Linked DNA regions of Gossypium hirsutum: region 1 is linked to region 2. The links are chromatin contacts, called in public Hi-C maps. All regions are on one chromosome and are shown on one strand. Each heading gives the region's core, a stretch centred on a gene start, on an enhancer-like site or on the middle of the called end of the contact. The rest is flanking DNA. Distances are from core to core; before and after follow the strand shown. Region 1 overlaps LOC107900129 (G-type lectin S-receptor-like serine/threonine-protein kinase RKS1). Region 2 holds the start of LOC107901777 (pentatricopeptide repeat-containing protein At3g13160, mitochondrial).

Evidence for each region. A called contact is a pair of places that touch in the nucleus more often than the background predicts.
Region 1: a contact with region 2 is called in a Hi-C map of leaf, with 1.9 times the contacts expected there. The contact joins the enhancer-like site here to the promoter of LOC107901777 in region 2. A contact is called at or near these places in 5 of 34 Hi-C or Micro-C datasets (callus, hypocotyl, leaf and 1 more).

What each region holds. Positions count from the first base shown.
Region 1 is chrD06:41,989,517-41,996,806 of Gossypium_hirsutum_v2.1, reverse strand. It overlaps LOC107900129 (G-type lectin S-receptor-like serine/threonine-protein kinase RKS1), which reads left to right. Exons shown (of 8, transcript XM_041095878.1): 2 at 1,410-2,450; 3 at 2,774-2,899; 4 at 3,008-3,201; 5 at 3,284-3,494; 6 at 3,588-3,825; 7 at 3,913-4,063; 8 at 4,149-4,530. The coding sequence ends at 4,451. Among protein-coding and RNA genes, the nearest start is that of LOC107900129, 7.7 kb to the left of the region's middle. Within about 2 kb of position 5,131, at least 6 of the 9 cell types and tissues checked have an H3K27ac peak or open chromatin away from gene starts, as enhancers often do. A contact at or near this core is called in leaf, where this site is marked.
Region 2 is chrD06:41,844,426-41,851,078 of Gossypium_hirsutum_v2.1, reverse strand. LOC107901777 (pentatricopeptide repeat-containing protein At3g13160, mitochondrial) reads left to right here and starts at 2,008. Exons shown (of 1, transcript XM_016827922.2): 1 at 2,008-3,650. The coding sequence starts at 2,191. The coding sequence ends at 3,315. LOC107901779 (oxygen-evolving enhancer protein 3, chloroplastic) reads right to left here and starts at 5,417. Exons shown (of 3, transcript XM_016827923.2): 1 at 4,699-5,417; 2 at 4,234-4,529; 3 at 3,920-4,121. The coding sequence starts at 4,999. The coding sequence ends at 4,023.

The sequences.
Region 1 (7,290 bases), core at 3,882-6,381, 140 kb before region 2:
CAAAAGGCACATTCATCTTTGGCGGGTCTCCCTTTGGACTTACCCCTTCTACCAGGTTTGCTGCTGTGTGAACGACCTCTTACTGTTAAGACTTCTGCAGTTGTATCTCTGTGATCTCTTTTATCTTTCTTTCGAGTCTCAGATCTATACAACGCACTACAGACTGCATCAAATGTGATTGAATCTTTCCCATGAAGCAATGTGGTGGTAAGATGATCATATTCATCAGGAAGGGAATTCAACAACAATAATGCCTTGTCTTCATCTTCAAATTTCTCATCCAAATTTAGCAAGTCTGCTAAAATTTTATTGAATGAGTTCACATGGTCATTCATCGACATACCGGGTGCATACGTGAACCGAAAAAGTTTCTTTTTCATATAAAGCCTATTTTCAAGACTTTTCGTTAGAAACTTTTCTTCTAATGTATCCCACAGCTTCTTCGCTGATGTCTCCCTCATGACGGAGTACTTTTGCTCTTTGGCCAAACATAGGCGAATTGTACCACACGCCTGTCTATTGATCTTGGCCCACTCCTTGTCATCCATCTTGTCAGGTTTTTCTTCAAGGGCTATATCCAGCTCTTGCTGACATAAGACATCCAGGATCTCACACTGCCACATACCAAAATTATTGGTACCGTCAAATTTCTCTACTTCAAATTTTGCATTTGTCACAGTAGTCCTTGCTGATGACGATGCTGCTGCCATTTTTCTCCTCAATCCCAACTACTGTATACGTGAACAGTACCGTATACGTAAATAGTGCCGTATACGTGAATAGTACTGTATACGTGAATAGTGCCGTATACGTGAATAGTACCGTAAACGGTCGTATTCCCCAAGTACGAACCTGGCTCTGGTACCAATTGTTGCGCGGAAGCGTGTGAAAGAGTAAAATTATTGTACTGAAAAATCACACTAAGTTCAATTCCCAGGAAAGAGAGGTGGATCACGAGGATCGCTTACATACCAGATCTTTCCTAGCCAGAATATCCCTCTATCGTAATTTAATAGCACAATAAATCACTACAATGACACTTGCAAAATATGCAAAACAAAAATAAAGAACACTAGAATTTTAACGAGGTTCAGCAAATTTTGCCTACGTCCTCGGGCACTACCAAATATATTTCACTCCAAAAATACAAGTGAAAGTTTACAAATAGGGAGAGAGAACAATTGCCTTAAGTAGAGAATGGCAAGTGTGGGATGAAGAAAGTAAGAAATGGTTAGGCCTATTTATAGTTGAGGTTCAAGGATCAACTTGCAATGTCCCTATACAATTAGGGACCAAAATTGCAATTACCCCATGCCAACTTTTAACCCAACTTGCCAACCAATTTTACTTTCTACTTTCGGTGCCCACCCTTTTTGACTTTTCAAACAATGGGTGGGTTCCAATAAATCCCATTAATGATACTTCAGGGGTCTTCTCTATCGACCGTCGAGGAAATCTTGTCCTGTTCCAAACAAACCAAACACTTCCTGTCTGGTCCACAAACATTTCCCTCGCAGGCACTAGCAATTGTATTGCTCAAGTTTTGGATTCGGGAAATCTTGTTTTGATTCACAATGATACCACAAAGGCGGTACTGTGGCAGAGTTTTGATCATCCAACAAATACTTGGCTTTCATTTCAAAAGCTTGGGTTGAATCTTAGAACCGGTGTGAACCTAATATATACGTCTTGGAAGTCTCCAGATGATCCAGGGGTTGGGAATTATTCCTTCAGGATGAACCCAAACGGGTCTCCTCAGATATTTTTGTACAAGGGTTCGACTCCATGGTGGCGAAGCGGAGCTTGGACCGGACAAAGATGGAGTGGTATACCTCAAATGACTCAGAACTTCATATTTAAAGATACATTTGTCAACACTGGTTATGAAGTATCGTTCTCTTCTGATGTGAGAAATAGCTCCATCGCATCAAGAACGCTAGTGAAGGAAACAGGAGTTTTGCAAAGAGAAACATGGAACAATGAAGCGCAACGTTGGATTGTTTTTTATTCGGCTCCAACGGAACGTTGTGATTTTTACGGGTATTGTGGGCCAAATGGTTACTGTAACCCTTATCTCGCAGGTGCTTTAGAATGTACATGCTTCCCAGGATTCCAACCCAAATCACCCGAAGGATGGTTCATAGGAGATTCGGCAGGAGGATGCGTGAGGAAGCGAGGTGTCTCCATGTGTGGAAATGGAGAAGGGTTCGTCAAGTTTCCACATGCGAAGGTGCCTGACACTTCTGCGGCAGTTGTAAACATGAGTATAGGATTGAAGCAATGCAAGGAAAAGTGCTTGAGAAATTGTTCTTGCATGGCTTATGCTAGTGCTAACTCAGAGACTGGAAGAGGGATTGGTTGCTTGACTTGGCATGGAGATTTGATGGATGCGAGGAAATATACCTATACGGGACAAGACCTATACATACGAGTGGATAAAAATGAGATAGGTAAGCACTAAATTAATGAAGGTTATTATTAGGTGCACCATAGAAAGAAAAAGTATGGGTTATTATTACATGCATTTATTTATGCTGATTTTAAAATATAACGATATAACTGAAATATTAATAGTGCATAACTTGGTTTTACATAACTTGACACCTGTTAATTAATTATATGAGTATCAACTTTGACCATATTTCATTTTAATCCTAAATAAAAGTATTGATCTCTTTAAAGATTTTTATTTACTCTCGTGGTGTTGTTTGTTTTCTGTGTTCTAATTTTTAATTGATTTCTTTCATATGCAATCATATGTGCAACTTGTTAGCTCGGTATACAAAGAAAGGTCTACTTCACAACAGGGGAGTGCTTGCGATTATAATAGTTTCTTTGGCTGTAGTGCTTCTCATACTAATTGCCCTTTCTCGTTGCTTTCTAAGAAGGCAAAGAAGAGGTACGTCTCACATTTTCTGTACCAGCTTTTTTTATTCAACTTTTAATCGTTGCCAAATAAGATAGAGTTTAAATTATATTAGGATATAATTTGCAATTGAATTGACAGCAGGAAGAGCAAGAAAAAGCAAAAATATCTTTAGCTTTACCTCATTCAAGGACTCTTTAGGTGAAAAAGAGATTGATGAGAGCAGAAGAAATGGAGATTTACCCTACTTTGATTTGGGCACCATAGCCGCTGCCACTAATAATTTCTCTTCTGATAATAAACTTGGGCAAGGTGGCTTTGGCCCTGTCTACAAGGTAGCTTTTCTCTAAAAAAAAGATGTGGACGTGCAATAAAACTCCTTATCTGTACTTGAAGGAAAATTCTTTGTATTTGCAGGGTGTGCTCTTAAATGGCCAAGAAATAGCAGTGAAAAGACTATCAAATTCCTCAAGTCAGGGACTACAAGAGTTTAAGAATGAAATTGTGCTAATTGCAAAACTTCAGCATAGGAATCTCGTAAGGATACTAGGATGTTGCGTTGAGGGTGAAGAGAAGATGTTAGTCTATGAATTTTTACCAAATAAAAGCTTAGACTTTATCATTTTCGGTATAGCTTCTTTCAAATTGTTGATTACTTATGCTAACAACTTTTGTTTTAAGTTATGCATGATTCCTTTTAAATTTTGACTTTTGATTTTAGATGACTCAAAAAGATCACTATTGGATTGGAAAAAGCGTTTGGAAATTATCTGTGGGATTGCCCGAGGAATGTTGTATCTCCACCATGATTCCAGGTTAAGAGTCATTCATAGGGATTTGAAAGCGAGCAATGTATTACTAGATGATGCAATGAATCCGAAAATTTCTGATTTCGGCATGGCTAGAATATTTGGAGGAGACCAAATGGAAGGGGATACCAGACGTGTAGTTGGAACATAGTAAGAATTCGGTATGCAAAGTTTCGAGAGAACTGCTACAGGTTTCAAACGTGTTCTTACTATTTCATTTTTGTCGTATGATTTTAGTGGTTACATGTCGCCTGAATATGCAATGCATGGACACTTTTCAATGAAATCCGATGTGTATAGCTTTGGAGTATTGCTGTTAGAGATCATCACTGGAAAAAAGAACAGCAGTTATTTTCCCAATAGTCCGTCGTTGAATATGGTTGGACATGTAAGTAACCAAATTTTTAGTACAATTCTGTAAAAGTGTTAACAATTAAGACATTCAAATGATTATCCAAACAACGTTATTTCAGGTTTGGGAGTTATGGAAAGAAGAGAAAGCCATGGAAGTTGTTGACTCCTCATTAGCTGATTCATATTCTACCGATGAAATTTTGAAGTGCATTCAAATTGGGCTATTGTGCGTTCAAGAATGTGCAACAAATCGACCAACAATGTTGACAGTTGTTTTTATGTTGAGTAACGAAACCACTCTTCCATCGCCAGAACAACCTGCATTTATAGCGAAGAAAATTCACAAAAGCGACGAGATATCAATTAGTGGAGGAACTAAGTCTATAAATGAAGTGACACTCACCATGATTGATGCTCGGTAGAGATAAAATACAATGTTTTATGCAGAAATAATATTATTTGTAATTATTATTATGTTATAGATTATAATAAAATATACATTATTAATAGTTATGTGTAATTTAGTATATTTTGATGTTTATAATTATAATTAGTAAAACATAAAATATTATTAAAATTTTAATATTTTAATAAAATCTTATTTTTATTAAATTACATCTTGGTTGGGCTTAAATTTTTACAAATTGTATTTGAGTATTAAGTTTAATTTCTTTTTAGTTTAGACTTGAGATTTGGGTTAATTAATTTATTTTAAGTTTGGATTTAGTGTAATATATTTGAGTTTTGAAATAAATATTTTAGAATATAAATATTAGGTTTGTAAATTTAAGAAGAAAGATAAAAAAAAGTATTCAACTATCAATATAATATTATAATGAACATTTTTTTTTGTTAATTCGTACAACATCATAGAATAATAAAATTTACAAACAAAGGACATTTTTAATTATTTTACATAAAAGACCTCTATTAAATATATATAATTTATGTTTTATAAGATTTTTTTTTTTTTTGGAAAAAATCCGACTGGATTAAAACTTAATTATGAAACAAGAAACCTTCATTGGGCTGAGCCCAACAAATAAGTCCTAAGAATAATAAAAGAAGGCAGCAAAGGCAGGCTATCTTCAGTTTAGCCCATCCGAAACAAAACAACAATAGAAAAAATAAAGGAAATTTCAAAGTGTTCTCCAGCCGAACGGTCCAGCTAGTCTTCATAAATGATTTAAAAGCAAATCCCTTCAAATCTTTTGCTTTTTTATTTGCTTTTCAAACGGCATCCTTTCTTCCAAACGTCTCACCACAATGCCGAAAACCAAAGTCTTTTCCCCTTTTCTTTTATTCTGAAGAACCCAGGCGGTTTGGCTCCGATTCTCCTCTAGGAAGGCTTAAGGTCCCTCCCTCCAGGTACTGTTCTTCTTCCTTCTTGAGAGTTTCTTTTGCTAATCGGTGGGCTTCTGTGTTTTCAACTCTTGGGATGAACTGGAATCTGACTTCTTGAAAGTAATCCTTTAGGCTTTGAATGTCACTGATGATTGCTCCTATTTCTGATTTGTCTCGATTTGTATTTTTGCATTTTTTTATCACTGTTTTTGAATCTCCTATTATGTCTAAAATATGATAGCCCATCTGAATTCCTAACCTTGTTGCTTGATATCCTGCATATGCTTCCGCCGCAAACGGAGATGCAACATTGTCATGAAGGATCGATTTTGCTGCAACGATTCTACCCTCCTCATTTTTAACTACTAGGCCTGACGCAGATCTGAATTTCTGAGTCAAAAGCCGCATCGAAAAAGATGGCCGGGTTTGCCCTTTGTAGCCTTTGTCTAGGCCTCACATTGGTTTCCGAGTTAAGTGCCTTGTCTTTAATACCTTCTAGTTCCAGAATGTAACTTTTAATTTGTTTGGATATTTCCCAACTGGTGCTTGATTTGCCTTCGTATAATAGCTTATTTCTGCTTGTCCAGATTAACCAGAGCCCGCAACAAAACCCCCTGCACTGTTCATTTGTCCCTTGGCTGAATACCCAGGTAAGCCAACTCCACAAATCTAACTGACTATTGTTAAGTATCCAAGAAAAATTTAAGTGACTCCATATTTCTTTCACTATAGGGCACATTTGGAAGACATGAGTGCTGTCTTCTTCTCCCTGACCACACCTCCGACATCGGTTCTCAGTCATCACTCTCCTTAGCTTTAGATTGGAAAAAGTGGGAATGTAATTCCACGCTATTTTCCACACTGTAATTTTGATTTTTGAGGGCATGTGTAGATTCCACAATTTCCTGTAGAAATTTTTAGTATTGGTCTGTAAATAAACATTAGGATCTATTGTAGATTTCTGTAATAGTTTATAGGCACTCCTTACTGAAAAGTCTCCAGTTGCCTCCCCACTCCATACTTTGATGTCTTCATGGGTTGATTTTGACAGAGACGTGCTAAATTAGCATTGTATAAAAGTAAAATAAATTATTAAATTAAAATGTAAAATTAAATTTGAAATCCAAACTCAAAAAATTATAATCTATAATAAACCCTCTTAACGTTTCCGAATAGAAGGCAAATCAACATCTTAGACTCGGTTGAAAACTAATTTCTCTTGCAATTTAATGAGATTGGTAAGTGAGAAGCCGTTTTTCTTGCACAATTGTCATATTCATCTCTATTATTACAGAAAAATTATTAGAAATTCTATCAATTATCAAAACCTAAATTAATCTTTAAATGGTAATATCATGTTCTTTTTTACTTTCATAAAAAATCAGAAAATAAATCCAATTAAATAAGAAAGGAAGTATATCCTGCTCAAATCACTGGGATCAAACAATCTATCCTCCTATAAATAGAAAAAAAGAATATGATCCAATTCATGCGATTTTTACCATTTCAATTTTCTAGTTAAAGAGAGTGATGATCAATAAAGTGCTCATAATAGCAAACCCTAAAAACTAATAACCTAGGAGCAAAAATCTTGCCACTGGAGACTATCATCTTGTTTATATCTTTGATGATGTGATGTTGCCTTATGGTGCGTGGAGAAAACAAGCATTCATCATTGGCTCTGTATAAGAAAGAAGGGTATATTGATCTGGTGAAGGGAGAAGCTGGGATCTGAATATGTCATTAATAAAGTCAAATTACTTTCTGGGGATTTTTAATCCATCTTTCAATTTCTAAATACAGTTTGGTTCCCGGAGTGAAGTCAATTTGAAATATGTAGTACCCAGTTAACTATTGTTTTCAAGTGAATTGCGTTTTTCAAAATATTATTATTTTGGAATTAACTTTTAGAATGTG
Region 2 (6,653 bases), core at 759-3,258:
AATAAAAAACAAATAAAAGAACTTGAACAGCAAGAATTAAATTAAAGTCCTAAAAAGCCTTGAAATCTCGAAAGATTTCACAACTCCCTTCAAACGGCTCTAATCTCCCCTCCAAAGAATATCAATGGCAAGAAGAAGGCTGAAGATGGCTCCCACAATCAAAAGATTGTTAAAACAACTTCTAAAGAAAACCCAAGAGAGAATCTTTGGAGAAAAACTCAAAGAGAATTCTGCACTTAAACAAATCTGAAATTTTTGATATAATTGATAAGTTTCTAACAAGGTGGCTGGCCAAGCCTTTATATAGGCTTTTCAAATATTTTTCTAATCTAATTAGAAAACTAAAACTAAAAAAACTCCTAATTATTTTAATTTTAAATGGAAATTCGGCCAATGGCTTTTAATTGGGCCTCTTGGACTGAATATTTACATAAAAATTTAAACTAAGTATTTAAAAAAATAAAACTTTACAAATTGGGTCACTTTGACAATTTAGCCTGATTTTCAAGTAAGCATGGTTTGTCTTCTTGTTTGGGCTTGGATTGAGCCTTTGTAACTCGTATCAGTATGAAATATGTATGAAAACTCCCTAGGGCGATTCCTTAGGTCAACTCTCCTTCTAATGAGGTTACAAGGTTGTTTATATAGGCAAAACTAGGTAAAAATCCAATAGACTAAAGTGTCACTTCAATTATAATGTTAATTAGGGTTTTAGGTTGGAAAAAGACCCGTAATTGCCATAAAAATCCCAGTCATCATGCACAGGAATTTTAGGTAGCGTAGAAGCTATGTCTCGACATGCACACCCCTATGCCGTAACACGCACATCTTGTTTCGTCCTAGGATTTCGTTTTTGGCTTCGAAGTTTTGTGTCGCGACAAAACATATTTTTGTTGCAATACGACCATCGTTCTTTGTATTCTTTGGCCTAAAATGGCACCTTACACACTCAAATAACCCATTAATCATTCCCGAGGCCCAAGTTGGCCTAACATGTTGTTGAAACACTTAAAACATATGTAAAAATATTTATTTTGCTAATATTTAGATCTAAGCTACTAATACTGAAAAATACAATAAATAAACATAAAACAACTAAAAAACATGCTCGTTAAGTGTCGAAAGGGACTTAAATTGCCACTACGATTTATGGTAAGTCATAAGTCTTGATAATCCAATATTCATCCTGATTACATAAACATAAAAAATTAAAAAAATAATATTAACAACTTAATAATTATATTAATTCAAATGCAAATATAGTAATAATTTCTTACCATTTGTAATTGGACACCAGAAATGTGTTTGTAATTCAAATGAATTAGACGCATTGACATTTTAAAATTTTTTAAAATTATGAAAATAAAATAAAATCAAAGAAATTACAAAATAGAAAATTGAGAGAACAAGAATTTGAAAGAAATTGAATGAGAAAATTTGAGAATAAAGGAATTAAGGGAATTGAGAGAATAAGATTAAATGAAAAGAAATAACAATAGGCAGGGTATATATACGAAAAAGAAAATGACTATTGGAGAAAGAAATGGCTGTTTGTGAACTAGTTGTTGGTCACAACGGTTAGAAAATCAACAGTTGAGATTTTTTAACCTTTGGGAATCCAATGGTTTATATAAGGCTTTTTTTGAAATCCGATTTTGGGACGGGGCGACACCACATGGTTAAAACGCACGCGTTTTCAACCTCTCTACTCCACGTCACTTGAAAGCGCGTTTTATAAGGCATGTTTTTGTCCTCTCTCTTTAAAATGACCTATTTTCTTAATTTTCGAGAAAAATAGACTAAATCCCTAATTTTTCTTTAAATTTGGCATATACATCTAATTTTACCTATATATATTATATAATTTATTAAGAAACTAAAAGTTATATTATATATATGTGAAAAAATATTTAAAAATATCAATGAACACTTGTATCTATAGATACTAATATTAAAACAAAAATAATATATTGATGGCCCAAATTCGATTCTACCCTTGAGAAAAATTTATCACATGTGAAGTCTCTCTTCAAAAACTATTCTAATTTGAATCCGGATTTATTCCGGATATTAATCTAATTCCGTTTTTTTTTAAACTAAAAGGAAAACCAACAATAAAACCGAAAGCTTCTTACGCTAAACCCCTCATTCTACACCCGTACGGCTACACGCGTCCTTAAACCCCTAAAAATGTCATCTCTAACTCGCGTCCTCCGCCGCGCCTTCTCCACAACCCCAAATCCACAGCCCGACTCCGTTCGGAAATTCTCGGAGGATCTCTACAAAGAGCGGGACCTCAAGCGTCTCGTTGAAAAGTTCAAGAAATCTTGCGAATACAGCCGCTTCCGCAGACGAAGCGGCATCTATGAAGATATTGTTCGTCGCCTTGCTTCAGCTGGGCGCTTCCAATGGATCGAAGAAGTCCTAGAAGATCAGAAGAAATACCAAGATATTTCCAAAGAAGGCTTTAGTGCTAGATTAATCCATTTGTATGGTAAATCGGGCATGTTTGAGCAAGCTTACAAGGTGTTTGATGAAATGCCGAATAGAGGATTGCTGTCTTTCAATGCTCTTATGGGAGCTTGCGTGAATGCCAAAAAGTTTGATAAGGTTAATGGGTTTTTCAAGGAGTTGCCGGAAAGGTTGTCAGTTGAGCCAGATTTGGTTTCTTATAATACGGTTATAAAGGCTTTCTGTGAGATGGGTTCTTTAGATTCTGCTAGATTGATGCTTGATGAGATGGAGAAGAAGGGTGTGCAGCCGGATGAGATTACTTTTAACACGCTTTTATATGAGTTTTTTAAGAATGGAAGGTTTGATGATGGGGAGAAGATATGGGGTAAAATGGTGGAGAAAAATGTGGAGCCTGATATTAGGAGTTATAATGCTAAGTTGCTTGGATTTTCAACTGAAAAGAAAATGAAAGAGGCAGTTAACTTGGTTGAAGAAATGAGGAGTAAAGGACTTAAGCTTGATGTGTTTACCTTCAATTATATGATTAGAGCATGTGTTAATGAGGGAAAATTGGAAGAAGCTAAAGAGTGGTATAATCAAATAGGGAAAAATGAATGTGCACCAGATAAGCTGACTTTTACGATGTTAGTTCCATTCCTTTGTGAGAAGGGTGATTTGAGTTTTGCCATTGAGCTGTGCAAGGAGATTTTTGGTAGAAAGAAATTGGTTGATGCTGCATTGTTGCAGCGAGTGGTGGATGAATTGGTCAAAGCCTCCAAGGTTGAAGATGCAAAGGAACTGGTGAAGCTTGCTAAGACGAATAATTTCTGTCGTTATAAGCTGAAAATGCCTGCAGAGTAGTGCCATGGTTTTACCATAGCTATTTTATCTTTCATTATAGTTAATCTAGTCTGAACGAGTATCTAAAAGCAAGTAGGTTTTTTTACCTCTTGCAGCCAACTACTTTCATGTTAGTGGTGGAGGTAATATTGATCTGTTTTCTAGTCAGTGATTTAGTTTTTCTGAGTTGCTTCATAATTTCCTATCATCTGCAGCTTTAGCTTTTGGTATTGAACCTCAAAGTTACATGATGAATTGAATTTTGGAACTGAAACTTTGATAATCATCTTTGTTTTGCAGTTGGTATTTTATATTAGCTCTGTTTTGGGATCAAAATGAATTGTATGATTTTGGGATGCGCCTGTTCTCTCTACTTGAATTTCAACTTTGAGTGATATTTGTGGTTCTTCTCCTGTGCCTACGAACTGATGAGTTAAGGAATGATAACTTGTTTACAAATTAAGCTTGGAGGATCATTTTCTTATCAACTTTTGTGAACTTTAATGGAATCTAAGGGGAAACAGTTCAGTCTAAACATTCCGACTGCAACGAAGCTAGGCAAAAAGTGTGCCTTGTTTACCAACAAATCTTAAATTGATTGGTTATTAGTTTAAACAAGTTTCAATTTCGTTAAGTGGTAAAGGTTCCTTCAGATAGCATAGAAATTAAAGTGTCTCTACAAACGATGAACAAAGCTATCTTACATCAAAATATCATTAAGCATTCTCTTAGCCCAGCTTGGCAAGAACATCATTCAGACTAGATACGGTCTGAGCGTAAGATTTCTCTGCTTCAGGGGTGCTCTTGATCTTGGCTGCATGGTCAAGCTGTAAGAAAAACCAAAAGGAAAAAATATATCATAAATTCATGATAATTTACCATGTTAAATGATGCTAGCAATTATGCAGGTAAACCCAAAGCAAAACTTCAAAAACATACATCATCGATGGTACTGAAGAGCTTTTTGGTGAGGTCCTTGAGAGTTTTCTTCTCATCTTTGGGCTTGGCAGCAATGACGGTGTTGAGGTCATAGCGGAGATACTCGGCCTTGAGACGGAGATCATTCATGACATAAGGCCAGGCTTTTTTGTCAATCAAGTTCTTGACACCCAGAATATCCTTGGCTGATTCCTTTGCTCTCTGTGCTGCCTGAGCTGGAGTAAGTGGTTGGAGGAAGAACCTGTCTTTGTATGGCAGAACAAGGTCTCTTGGCTCATCAGAGTTCAGAGTTCCAGCTGCCGACATGCCGATTTCATCATCAAATTACAAAATTTGAACATGTATAAAATATATAATGATTCCATTTTTCCAGCTAAAATTCCAGTTCTCAAGTTCTTTATGGACCATGGCCTACAAAGCAATGTTGATTAAATTTGTATAAATTGAAAAGAATGGATGACTTACGCAGTCCACCAGAGGAAGGGGGAGGTGGGCCAACCTTGATGCTTCTGGCATCGGCAAGCACAGCTTGAACAAAGGAGCCAGTGGCCAAACCAGCAGCAACAAGACCCAACATGGCTCTGCGTCCAGTCTCAGGCTCGGCCGGTGTCTGATGAGCTCTGACAGTGAAACCAGACCTACCCACAGCCACTCTGTTGTTGCTAGGAATGTTGAAGCGGGTTTGGCCACTGAGTTGAAAGCTGCCGTCCAGGACAGCCTGTGAAGAGCCACGTAAACCAGCCATTGATGCCATTGCCTGTGCCATCTCCACCGCCAAAGTGTTTTTTCAATTTGAATGAGCCATGTGTAGGTTTTGATGCGGGGGGTGATTGATTTGATGGTGTTAACTTCTGCGATGTAGATTGGTTGTGGTTTGAGACGCACCTTATCTGCGATTTTCCACTTTGGATAAGTTGGATGTGGTCTTAACCAATAGTTGTTAGACATATGGGGTACACTATGATTCTTGCTCTTGGCATTTGACATGTTGGATTGGGTTTCCTGGTGACCTGGTTTCTGTTCTGACACGTAGACTTTTGCATGTCTTTTTTTTATTCAACCGGGTTAAGATTTCTATGCATCGTTGCAGTAATCTTACAACCTAAATAAAAGAAGCATTGGATTAGAAATCTTGTTCATCTAACATTTATTACAATATAAAAAGAAATGACTCTTCAATTCTTAAAATTCACTAACAATTGGTGGTGACTTAAGAGCTATAGAAGGCATATGCATGTACCCAATTGGAAGTCTAGTCAAAATAGGTCCAAACAATTCGACCCAAATGGGCCTAAAATAACGTTATTTTTTCTTTTTGGTAGCAATAATTGATATCTCTCTCCAGTACTTTACAAAATTGAGAAAACATCAATTTGTGGTTGATTGATTTTTAAAAATTTCCCAAAAACTATATAATACTTTAGAAATTAAAATATAATGTAGAATTTATAAAAATAAAATAAAAAATTCAAAATTATTTAATAATTAAATATTAATTAAAATTGTAAAAATATTAAAATTTACCAAAACTTTGAAAATGTTTACAAACAATTCAAAATAATCTTCAAAATTTTCAAAAAATATGGAAAATATTTCCCAAAATTCATACAAATTTATAATTTTTAAAAATAAAAAATTATATAATATTAATAAACAATTATAAGAAATTTCTTATAAAAATTTAAATTAGAAAATATTAAAGAATTTATAGAATTTTCCAAAGTAAGAAAACTTTTGTAGAAAACAACTTTTGCATTTTTTTTTTGTAAATGGCATAGTATGGCTTAATCAACCATTAATATGTTGATGTGGCTGTTAACGAATGCTTAATGAGCCATTTAGATCTTGGTGTGGCACTGCCAGGTAAGTAGAAAAATTCTAAATCAAATTCAAAAAAATTAAAAATTATTATATTAAATAAGAAAATTAAATTATCTAAAACATTATAAAAAATTATAAAGAAATTATTAAAAATATTGTAAAATTGTAAAAATTAAAAAAAAGGGTTTTAAAAAATAAAAAAATATTTTATTAAAAATTGTAAAAAAAAGTTTCAAAATATTAAAATTTATGAAAAATGAAAAATATATATACATAAAAATTTTAAAAAACTTTAAAATGTTTAAAAATATAAAAAATATATAGAAAAACTTATAAAAATTCAAAAATAAAAATGGTAACCCAAAAATATGAAACGAAAGGTTGGTTGCAGAAGAATCTAAAACACCCACTATGAGGATGGTACAAACTTACAAGGCTTTGGAAGATGAACTAATTCGTGACCTAATTTTGAATGGTATCCAAATATTTTTGGGCATTAAGAACATAAGTCAAATTATCATTTTATATTGCTTAAAAGTTTATTAAAGATATTATATATTTATTCTTTTAATTAAAGTTTCAGTTACATAAAATTTGTA